Regions from separate parts of the Cricetulus griseus genome. Here region 2 is linked to region 1. The links are chromatin contacts, called in public Hi-C maps. All regions are on one chromosome and are shown on one strand. The core of a region is the stretch at or near the end of the contact, and the rest is flanking DNA. Distances in the headings are between cores, read along the strand shown. Region 1 has its middle 140 kb from the start of Glul. Region 2 holds the start of LOC100763875 (transmembrane epididymal protein 1A).

Evidence for each region. A called contact is a pair of places that touch in the nucleus more often than the background predicts.
Region 2: a contact with region 1 is called in a Hi-C map of liver, with 3 times the contacts expected there. The contact joins the promoter of LOC100763875 here to the enhancer-like site in region 1. A contact is called at or near these places in 3 of 8 Hi-C or Micro-C datasets (the CHO-K1 cell line, fibroblasts and liver).

What each region holds. Positions count from the first base shown.
Region 1 is chr5:37,662,241-37,667,650 of CriGri-PICRH-1.0, forward strand. No RefSeq gene overlaps it. Among named protein-coding and RNA genes, the nearest start is that of Glul, 140 kb to the right of the region's middle. Within about 2 kb of position 2,526, at least 1 of the 6 cell types and tissues checked has open chromatin away from gene starts, as enhancers often do.
Region 2 is chr5:37,813,147-37,818,556 of CriGri-PICRH-1.0, forward strand. LOC100763875 (transmembrane epididymal protein 1A) reads right to left here and starts at 2,074. Exons shown (of 1, transcript XM_027418100.1): 1 at 1,157-2,074. The coding sequence starts at 2,074. The coding sequence ends at 1,157.

The DNA.
Region 1 (5,410 bases), core at 1,276-3,775:
ACCATAAACCCTGCTCCCTTGCTCAGCTGTATACCATAAACCCTGCCCCCTTGTCCAGCTGTATACCATAAACCCTGCCCCCTTGTCCAGCTATATGTGATAACCTGCCCCCTTGTCCAACTGTATACCATAAACCCTGCCCCCTTGTCCAGCTGTATACCATAAACCCTGCCTCCTTGTCCAGCTGTATGTGATAACTCTGCCCCCTTGTCCAGCTGTATACCATAAACCCTGCCCCCTTGTCCAGCTGTATGTGCTAACTCTGCTTCCCCATGCAGCTGTATATAATAAGCATGCTGCACTTCCAGGGTGCTGTGCCTTCTCTCTGAGAGCCCAGTCCATCCAATCTTAGCCTTTCTGTGTCTCTATGTTTGTCATTTCTTCATTCCCTCATCACCCCTACTAAGTCCAGGACCTAAGTCTTATAAGTGCAAGGCACATGGCCAACATGCCTTGTTTACAACCTGCTCCCTTGAAACAGAACAACACCTCTCCTAAATACCTTGCCTGTACAATCAGTTGGGAGATTTTTAAATATTTCTATTTTATTTTCTGTGTATGGATGTTGTTCCTGCATGTATGTCTGTGTACTACATGCATACCTAGTACCTTCTGAAGCCGGAAGAGGTTGTCTGATCCCCTGGAACTGGAGTTACAGACAGTTGTGAGGCACCATGTGAGTGCTGGGAATTGAACTCAGGTCCTCTGGAAGAACAACCAGTACTCTTTACCCATGACTCTAGCCCCTGGGAGATATATTATTATTATTATTATTATTATTATTATTATTATTAAACACTTTTCATAAGTCATTAAGCACACAAATTTGAAATGTATTAATTTTCTGTAACCCAGAGGGCTCAAGTCCCTAACGAAGTCAGGCCAGTTGTCTCTAGTTGGTAAGCTGTACGTTCCATTTGGAGATGCAGCTTAAGGAAGGTCTTACTGTCTCAGTATCCCAGCATAGTTCGGAAGCTTATTGGAAGTGTACACATGTGCTTCTCAACTAGGTGACGAGTTCAGTATTTCAATTCCTGAAAAGAGGTGCTTTTAAAAAACATATTGAAAGAAAGCACCAAGTAAAGGGAACCCCAGTTTTCCTGGCACTGGAGGCTGAGGTGTGCAAGGTCAGCTAAGAACAGATCTTGACTGCTGGAAGTAGGGGTGACAGACAGAGATGTCACTGGTGGGAATGGTGAAATAGCTCAGGGGGTAAGAACACTTGTCTCACGAGCATGAGGATCCATGTAGCAAGCCAGCTGTGGTTACAGAGCCTGGGCAGGGCAGAAGAGACAAGAGATTCCCAGTGCTTGCTGGCTACTGCCTAGCTCCAGGTTCAGTGAGAGACCCTGTCTCCAGGGAATAGAGTTAGAAAGTGATAGAACAGGGGACACCTGACATCTTCCTCTGGCTTTGGCCGGCACACATGGACACCCCCCCCAAACACATGCATGCATGCCCCCACCACCAAACACATGCATACACACACACACCCCAAACACATGCATGCACACACATACCCCAAACACATGCATGCACACACACACCCCCCAAACACATGCATGCACACACACACCCCAAGCACATACATGCACACCCCCACCCCCAAACACATGCATGCACACACACCTCAAACATATGCATGCACACACATCCCAAACACATGCATGCACACACACACCCCGTCCGCCTTGCACATCTTTCATTGAGTAGAGAAGATGTTTTATCTCTAGACATTTGACCATAGAGGAGTCTGGGAAGCACACTGCTCCTTCCCAGTCTCTTCTCTCTCAGAAGGAGGCTAGGTCCAATAAGCCAATCCACACACTGAATTAAAGGTTGTATTCTAGAGATTCAGATTCCTTGCCCAGCACCCAGTGAGGCAGGTACAAGCAAGGAAGCAGAGACCAAAGAAAACTCCTGTGTATCCCAGTCGCAGAGTAAGGAGTGAGACTAATTGGACATGGACTCTATCTTACTCTGGGCTAAGCTCTCAACCGTAAGTCACTTCCTCTTCCTGCATCTAACCGAGGGTATGGCCACACCTCCTGGAGGTTATTGAAGGAATTCATTTATGGGATTAGACAGAGAGCTAAACCTAGAATACTCTGGCCTCACCATTGACTACCTCACCTTCTGTGTCAGGAGGTAGGAAGCTGACCGAGCCACATGGGAAGGCATGCTCACTGTGCAGGGTGAGGCAGAGCTGTGTGTACACAACAAGTCAGAACTGTGGCTAGAATCTAGGGGAAAGGGCTCCTTGCTGATTTGGATACGTGCCAGCCCTTCCTGCTCCTGCAAAAAAGGCTGACAGCATTGATGCAGATTGCCCTAATGAGGAAAAGGCCTGGCTGATCCACCCAAGAAACATTTTTCTTTAGAAGAGAATACAAACATATCCTAGAGAAAAAACACATACCGTGTTAAGTCAAGCGTGTTGTGGCCTATGATAATGGCTCTTGAGTGTGCTGACAGCTGATAACCGCAGACGCTGGCCTCTGCAGAAGCAGCAGTATGTCACCCCCCCACCCCCAGCACACAGTGACTGTGCACGTTCTCAGACACCAACCATGAAAAGTGCTTTGCCCCACTCTGTCTTAGATTCTGGGCACAGTCTCAGAAGCTCCTGGGAAATCTTGCTTTCTAGAATGTTTACTGAGGACTGAATTTGGACCAGAGAAGCTACATACAGAGAGAGAGAGAGAGAGAGAGAGAGAGAGAGAGAGAGAGAGAGAGAGATTGGTATTCACTCACATGTACACACATACACAGACCATGTAAATGCTGGCAGAAACAGAAATATATTCACCACACATACAGTAACACTAATTCCTAATTCCACACAGAAATGTGGACACACAAATATACACAGAGTCATAGATACCACACTCAGAAGCACATAGCACTCAAATATACCAGACATAGAGAGAAACATAATATTACACACAAAATACATATATGCTGTATGCACCACATACATGTACCACAAGAGACACACAGATAAGTATTTCATAGATGTCATGTATACTCATTACTACAATATACACTGTACACACAGCACAGCAAACATATAGAGACAAATATTCCACTGTAACATATCATATGACACAAAGCTTTGGTTTATGAGCTATAAATATAGGAGATAAGTGTAAAAAAAAAGTAAAGAAAATGAAAATGCAGCAATAATGTTATAAACACAAAGGATCTTTTTTACAATGAATGTATGAGATTCATTGTAACAAGAGAGTAGTAATAGGAACATAAATAAATAATGAATGTGTAATAGGTTGTCCTGTTCTAAGAGTGTTGTTTTGTTGTTTTGTTTAAGGCAGGATTCCTCTGCATACCCCTGACTGTCCTTGAACTCACTCTGTAAACCAGGCTGACCTCAAACTCAGAGATCTGACTGCCTCTACCTCTGGAGTGTTGGGATTAAAGATTGTGCTACCACCACCTGGCTCTAACTTTTTTTTTTTTTTTTTTTTTTGTAAATGATGGTCCTTTAGTTCCGGCGAACTTACTGGGGCAGCTGAATTTTTCATTCCCGACAGCATCTGCGGAGTCTCTAGCGTATCCCCCTCCTCAAATTCTAACCCAAGGTGTCCCTTGAAGAAGCAACCCTGCATAGCCTCTGCAGTGCCTGCTCGGGCAGAGTTTGTCACCTCCTCCCCGTTTCCCTCTCCCTGCACCCTCCCTGCCCAAGTCAGGAAAGTCCCACAGTGTTTGCCTCACAGAGCAAACAGGGAAGTTCAAGGATGTGATGATGCTGACCATAGACATCAACTTCCCAGAATCCTGAGTCAGTCCAACCTAGCACGTCACAGTTTAGCTCTATGTACCTAGGGGGCGCTCCGGTCCAGGAATTGGAAATCTTAACTATTCCTTTCGGTATTTCAAGATCCAGGAGGGAAGGGCTAGGAATGAAAATTAAAGGAGCCAGCAGGTGAGAATGATAGCTGGAGGCTATTAGTCGAGAAGTGAGGGTGGAATGTTTATCTCCAAGATCTACTGCATCCCTGGAGTTTAAAGCTGGAAAAGACCTTAGGAGATATCTGGTACACCTTCCCTGTCTCCCAGATGCCAAATGTGAGACCAGAAGATGGAAGTCCCAGCCTTACAGTCAAAACTAATCTGACTGCAAATGTCAAATCACCCTTTGATAGAGCAATGGGCACCATTTTGATCTTCCCGTTGCATAATATTTTTCCCCTAGCTCAAGATTAGGCATGGTAGTCTGAAGATGACATTTTACTAGAGCATTAAGTGAGTGTACTTTACATTTTGTTAGAAGAATGTAGAAGGACATATAAAAGGTATATGATGCCCCATACAAGTGTACGTTCCCTTAAGAGCCCTAAAAATACAAACCTCCAAATTTAAAAATACATTAGTGTGATTAATTGCTTCCTTAGAAAATGTGTTCTTTATAGGTTTTTTTTTTTTTGGTTTTGATTTTGGATTTTGCTTTGTTTGGTTGTTTAGTTGGTTTTTATTTGGGTTTTTTCGGTTTTTGATTTTTTCAAAATAGGGTAGCCCTGGTTGTCCTGGATCTAGCTCTGTAGACCAGGCTGGCCTCGAACTCAGAGATCTACCTGCCTCTGCCTCCCCAGTTCCGGGATTAAAAGTGTGTGCCACCATACCCAACTTCTCCATACAAGTATTTCAACTCTGAATTTTTCATGGAAAAAAAAGGTGAAACTCACGAAAAATGATGCTGATTGTGTATGAGTTTATGTATCCTTCTGGCACCGTCATAATTTACAAACTATGTGTGTTACTATTTTTTTTATTTGTTCATTTATTTACTTATTTATTTAAACAGCAGCAAGTAGAGATGGGGCAGCAATGTTGAACCACTGCTATGTTCCATGCTAGTTTCTAGTGCATAAGAATCCCTGAGCCTCTGAGAGCCCGGTCTCCTCCACTAGACAATAACAGGTCTGGACCTGATGGGTTGAGGATTCTGCCTGCAATGAGAAGCACAATGGGAATACTGAAACCCCATGGTGTGGAGGCCACACTAGGCTGAGCAGGTTTGTCCCCACCTTCCTCTTTTGTGCCAGATTACTCTCCTTCTCGGAAGCCCAGTTCTCTTCTGGAACATAATGTGTCTTGACATTACCTGTTGCAACACAGGCATTCAATCATTGTATTAGCCCTCCTTCTAGCACTACTGTTCTCCTGTTTGACGTTGCATTCATGTTATAAAGAACTCACCAACTGAACCTGGTGACATACACCTGCACTGTGACACTTGGAAGGCTCGGATGAGAACAGCCTGAGCTACATAGTGAGTAAATAAAAATACTCAGCATCCTTCTGCACCAGGCTATCAGCCTGGGGGTGTGGCGTGGAGGACTTGGACTCCTGCTGCCACACACACACACACACACACACACACACACACACA
Region 2 (5,410 bases), core at 824-3,323, 150 kb after region 1:
TTCTGTAAGTGCCCCAGTGCTCCGACAAAGTCCATGTGAGCTCTCAGGGAAAGCTCACTGCCTTGGAGGTGGAAGGGGTTACAGTCTTGCATCGAGTGACAGACAAAATTGTGACTGTGGAATGTGAAATGCAAGGGGGAAAAGTTGGAGACCCAGGGATGGTGTGTAGTAAGTTACACATGTAAGGGGGTAAACCAAGCTTTGCTACAGTAGGCATGCTGAAGCACGGAGTTGGGAAATGACCAAGCATGGCTACTCTAGAAAAGCTCCCATTATGCAAATTTATGCCACTATTAAATTTATTTTTAAAAATGACTAAAATTTAAAATGAAGTCAGTCATTAAAGATCAGGGGAGGGGGTCAAAAAGAAAGATGAGCTTTATTAACTTATTACTGAAATAGAAATTACCCCAGTTGGTCTAAAATTCAATATGTAACCAAGTATGATCTTGAACTCCTGATCTCCCTGCCTCCATCTAGAGGGCTGGGATTGACAGAATGCCCCCACCATGCTGGGTTTTTAGTACAGGAATTGAACCTAGGGCTATTTGCATGCTAAGCAAGCATTCTGTCACCACGGCTCTAATACCAGCCCAAGAGAATATAATCTCAACCTGTGTCGTACCCACCTTTAATCCCAGCACTCAGGAAGCAGAGGCAGGCAGATCTCTGAGTTTGAGGACAGCCTGGTATACATGTATATATTGAGTTCCAAGCCAAGCAGGGCAATATAGTGAGATCCTGTCTGAAAAATAATAGAAAGAATTGAATCTACTTTACAGAATGAGACAGTTGATTCTGGTTTTGAGTGATGAGAAATCTTTATTCCCTCAGGCTAAGGCAATCAGTGATACCCAGAGAAACAGCTCTGACCACAGTATTCTGGGCTCTCTGAAGATTCCTCTCTTTCAAGTCATTCTGTTGCACTCTCCTCCCCTGACTTGGATTCTGCCCTCCCTCTCCACAAGTCCCATCAGCATCCCTTTCTTGACCCTTTTCCCCTCAGCATCAACTGGAAACTCAGAGTTTTGCTCCAACAGATTGGAACCAACTGCTGTCTCATAGGGCCATTAAGATCACCAAGGAAGGGGGTGCATGACAAGTGCCCAAGAGAACCCAAAGGAGGAAGATGAAGTGGTGTATATGCCTAGGTATTCTAAGCCCTGTCACAGTCAGGGCTCTTTGAAGGGAGAAGAGCCTGGTCATCTTTGTCCTGTTGCTCTGCCTCCTGCAGCAGCCTGTAAAATGTTCCTGAAGAGCTCTCATGATACAGCGCTTCCTTGGACCCCATCAGTCTCAAGCTGGGATTGTAAAAGCAGTGCCAAAAAGAAGAGATGCCATAGATTCCCAACAGGCATAAGGCATTGATCATCACATGCCAGCAGAAGAAGGTGGTGACAAACATGATGTCACTGATGTCATCATCTTCCCATGGATAGCCAGAGATCGGTCTAAACAAAATGAAGGCTGCCTGAATCAGCCATGAGCCCATCATCAGGAACAGGAAGGTCTCTATCATCCAGAGGTGAAACATCTTAGGATCCCACAGCTCTGCAGTCAACACCAGCATCAGCAGGAACACCACCAAAACGAGGAGAGAGTGAACCTGCAGCTCCACCCCAGATGAATCCTTAATGTGTGACAGCAGCAGCATCAGGAGCACATAGAAGCCCAGGACTGTGGAACCTCTTTCTAGGATCACACACCTCTGCCGCAGCACGTTCTTGCTCACAATTTCTACACAACCATCAAGGGTGAGGAGGATGAACATGGTGAGATGCTGCCACTCCTTGGGATACATAAACCTGGGTGGCATCCCATTGTTCATAAATCTCAACTCTCCTTCAACACAGTTCACCTCATAAACTATCAAGAGGCAGCCAGTCACTGTCTTCAACCAGCCTGTATGGGCTATTTGCCGCAGCCTGTCCCATCTTCCCTTACTCTTAGAGAGGGATGAAGGATACAGAAGAGAGTCATGGAATATCATAGCTCTGGAGACTACTATTGCTTTATACAGTCCATAAAAGACCAGAAACAAGCCAGGACATATATGACCAATAAAATCTCCCATTGATCTACTAATCTAACAAAATGCAAAACTCAGGTACAGGTGCTTCAAGTTCTAGGCTTTGGGAAGAATTGTCTTCTACTTGGTTTTATCATCTCCTTTCACCCACTGCTACCCCACAGAGAGGAAACATTTGGGACAAGCCTACACATTTGGCCTCATTGGACCGTTCCACTCTGGTACACTGGGAACTAAGTGGGTTTTCCGGGGTTCCTCTCCATAGCTTCCGAGGGGCTTTGGCTCATGCTTGTCCCTGGCTCAAGTTCCCCTCTTCTCATCCAGCCTGGTGCTCATGTGGTAAGGGGCGGGGGAGGAAATGGTGGGTTGGGTTGCTGTGGTATTCAGACAATGCCTATGCTTGCTTAAGCTCTCACACATCCTTGGAGTAATTCTCAGACCTAACTTCAGTCTATTTGTAAACGTGGATGCCTTCATTCTGGGCATGGGCATTTAAACATTTAGATATGAGACCATATAGCATCCACCTGGCTTTTCTAGTCTTATGTAGTAGACATAGCTTAAAGACTGCTGAGAAATCTTCTCCCCTCCTCTGCTTTCAACCTCATCCACCTCTCTCTGACTACCACCAACCCATCACCATCTTTATGGCCTGTAGACAAACCGTCAGAGGTACATTTTGAGGGTTTTTTTTTTTTGGAGGGTGTATATATGCCAGCAAAACTCAATTTGAATGTTTTCCAGAATTGCCTTCTCTACATGGCTCCAAGCGACTACAGGTAGAGTTTTCTCAAAAGTCATTTATAGTGTAATGGGAAATAGTTCACTTGCTTCATCTCTCACTGGCACTGGTTAGTGGTCAGTGAGCACAGGCAAAGGGGATTGTGGAAAACCAGGTACAGGAAACAGAAAGTATGTGCACAGTACACAAATGATTCCAGATTTATTGCAGAGGGTACACAGAATAGAGTTTTCTAGGGAGAATAGGAGTCTTGAAGGAACAAGGAAATTCATCACAGATCAGGAGCCAAGCTGACTAATATTAGTCTTCTGGATAATCATGTTCAGGCCACCAGTTAATGCAGAGCAGAGGATCTGTATACTAACCATGTGCAGGGGGAGGGAGAAAGGACATCTATACCCAATCACAGCACCACTCCAGAGCTCCCACTCCTACCCAAATATGATGTCCCTTAGCTTCTGATGGAGTCATGTGATAAACCCATCACAGCAGGAGTGAAGCCAACCTACACAACATCAGGCTGGGGAGACAGTTCAAGTTGCTAAGGTGCTTGCCACTCAAGCATGAGGACCTGAGTTCAATTGTCAGAATCCATGAAAAATCCAGTTCTGATGGTGTGTGCATGTGATCCCAATACTGTGGAAGCAGAGGCAGGCAGCTCCTTGGAGCTCACTGGCCAGTCAGCCTGTCCTATCCTATTATATCCTATGTGGTGAGCCTCAGGTCTGCCTCAAAAAAACAAGGTAGATGGTGACTGAGGGGCAGTTCCCAATATGGCCTTCACATGTACTTGTTTACATGTAGTCACACACACACACACACACACACACACACACACACACACACACACACACACACCACAGAACATCAGAACAACACAGTGCACTGTAGGTATCGTTGTTTTACCTAGTAGTATGAAGCTTACTAGCAGCTGTGAGTCTACCCAGTACTCAAACAAACAAACAAACAAAAAACCTAAAACAAGCCATTCTAGGACAGGACCACTGCAATTTTGTTCTTTCAAAAAGTGGATTAATGCCAGAAAACTGAAACCCCTCCCTCTGCCCTTAAAGATGGCAGTAATTCAGATTGCTTTTGGCTGCTGAGAAATTTGGTAGGCTGGGGAAATGAGTGTAAAGACAAATTGGGAAAATAAAGCTTCATTCTGCCTTCTAAATAAACCTACCTTGCTTATCTGAATTTAAAATTGCTTAGTGTGCACTTACTGTAGGAAAATCAAGGAAACTATATAAGCAAAAAGAACAATGCAAATAACCCATAGGGCAACCCATTTTTCCCCCAGCTCTACTCCTGGTTACAGGGAATTGTTTCTTTTCAATAAACTTTTCTTGCTTTCCTTTCAAAACAAAAACTAACAATCACCTGTAATCCTACAACCTGGTTATGACTCATTTCTCCAGCTGTGCCTGGCAGCTGTGAGCTGAACATAAGTGGTCAGAGGAGGAAGGACAGGCTTGGCTTCAGCACTGAGAGGCTGGAACTGGCATGTGTGCCCAGCACATTGCTCTCTGAGGCTCCCCATGTGGGGTGGTCAGATCCCCACTTTGGCCTAACATCAAAGGATAGGCACTGTGTATTAACACATGAGCGTCCTGCTCTCAGGGCTCCAAAGGTAGGACTTGTCCATCCTAAAGCAGACCTGCCCACAGTCATATCGAACAAGGAAGCCAAGTGTGGTGAATGATTAGCAGAACTTCCAGACAGCTCCACAGTCTGGGAACACAGAGTAACTGAGGAGTAGTTGAGCTGGCGAAAGCTCCGCTTACCCACGGAAGTCTGTGAAGGTCTGTCATGGTCTAGCTGCTCAGCACTGAGACTCACTGCAGACTCAACCCTTCTATCACAGGGTCTCCACTTCCTGAGAGTCCCTCAAGTGGCTTGGGCCATTTGTACTACATCACCAGACTCCAGGGTGAGCAGGAGGACACACAGGAGTTACTGATGGTTGAACTCCTGCTGGGTGTGTGAAGGCATGTAAAGAACTGGGTGACATAGTTCTTACCCCCAGGGAGCTTACAATTCAGCTGAGAGCACTATACATTTATAAATGTGCATACCCTAACACTGCCTAGACCATCTCTACACCATAGAGTTAAAATACTTTAGCTGTCTAACCACCACATTAGATAAATAGAAAAGACAGAATTAGTGGGATATTATAATAGCTTTACTTTATTTTAAAAATTAAAAAAGTTTTTATACACTACATTTTGATCATGATTTCCCCTTCTCCAGTTGCTCTCTGAACCTTCCCACCTCCCTGCTCATCCAACTTCTTGTTCTTTCTCTCCCTGAAAACATATAAAAAAATAAAAATTAAACATAAGTCAGACATTACTAAAACAAAGCAAAATTCCACACCAAAGAAACCCACATAAAATATATGGAGTTTGTTTTGTGTTGGCCAACTATTCCTAAGTATGGGGCCTGCCCTGGAGTGTTGGTGATATACCTGGCGACACTCCATTGGAGAAAACTGACTTTTTCTTTATCAGCAGTTGTCACTTGCCAATAGCTTCTTGGTTGGCGTGGGAACTCCATATCTACTTCCCTTTCCCGGTGCTGGGACCCCATGTGGCTTAAACCTGTGCAGGTCCTGTGTGTGCTGCCTCAGTCCC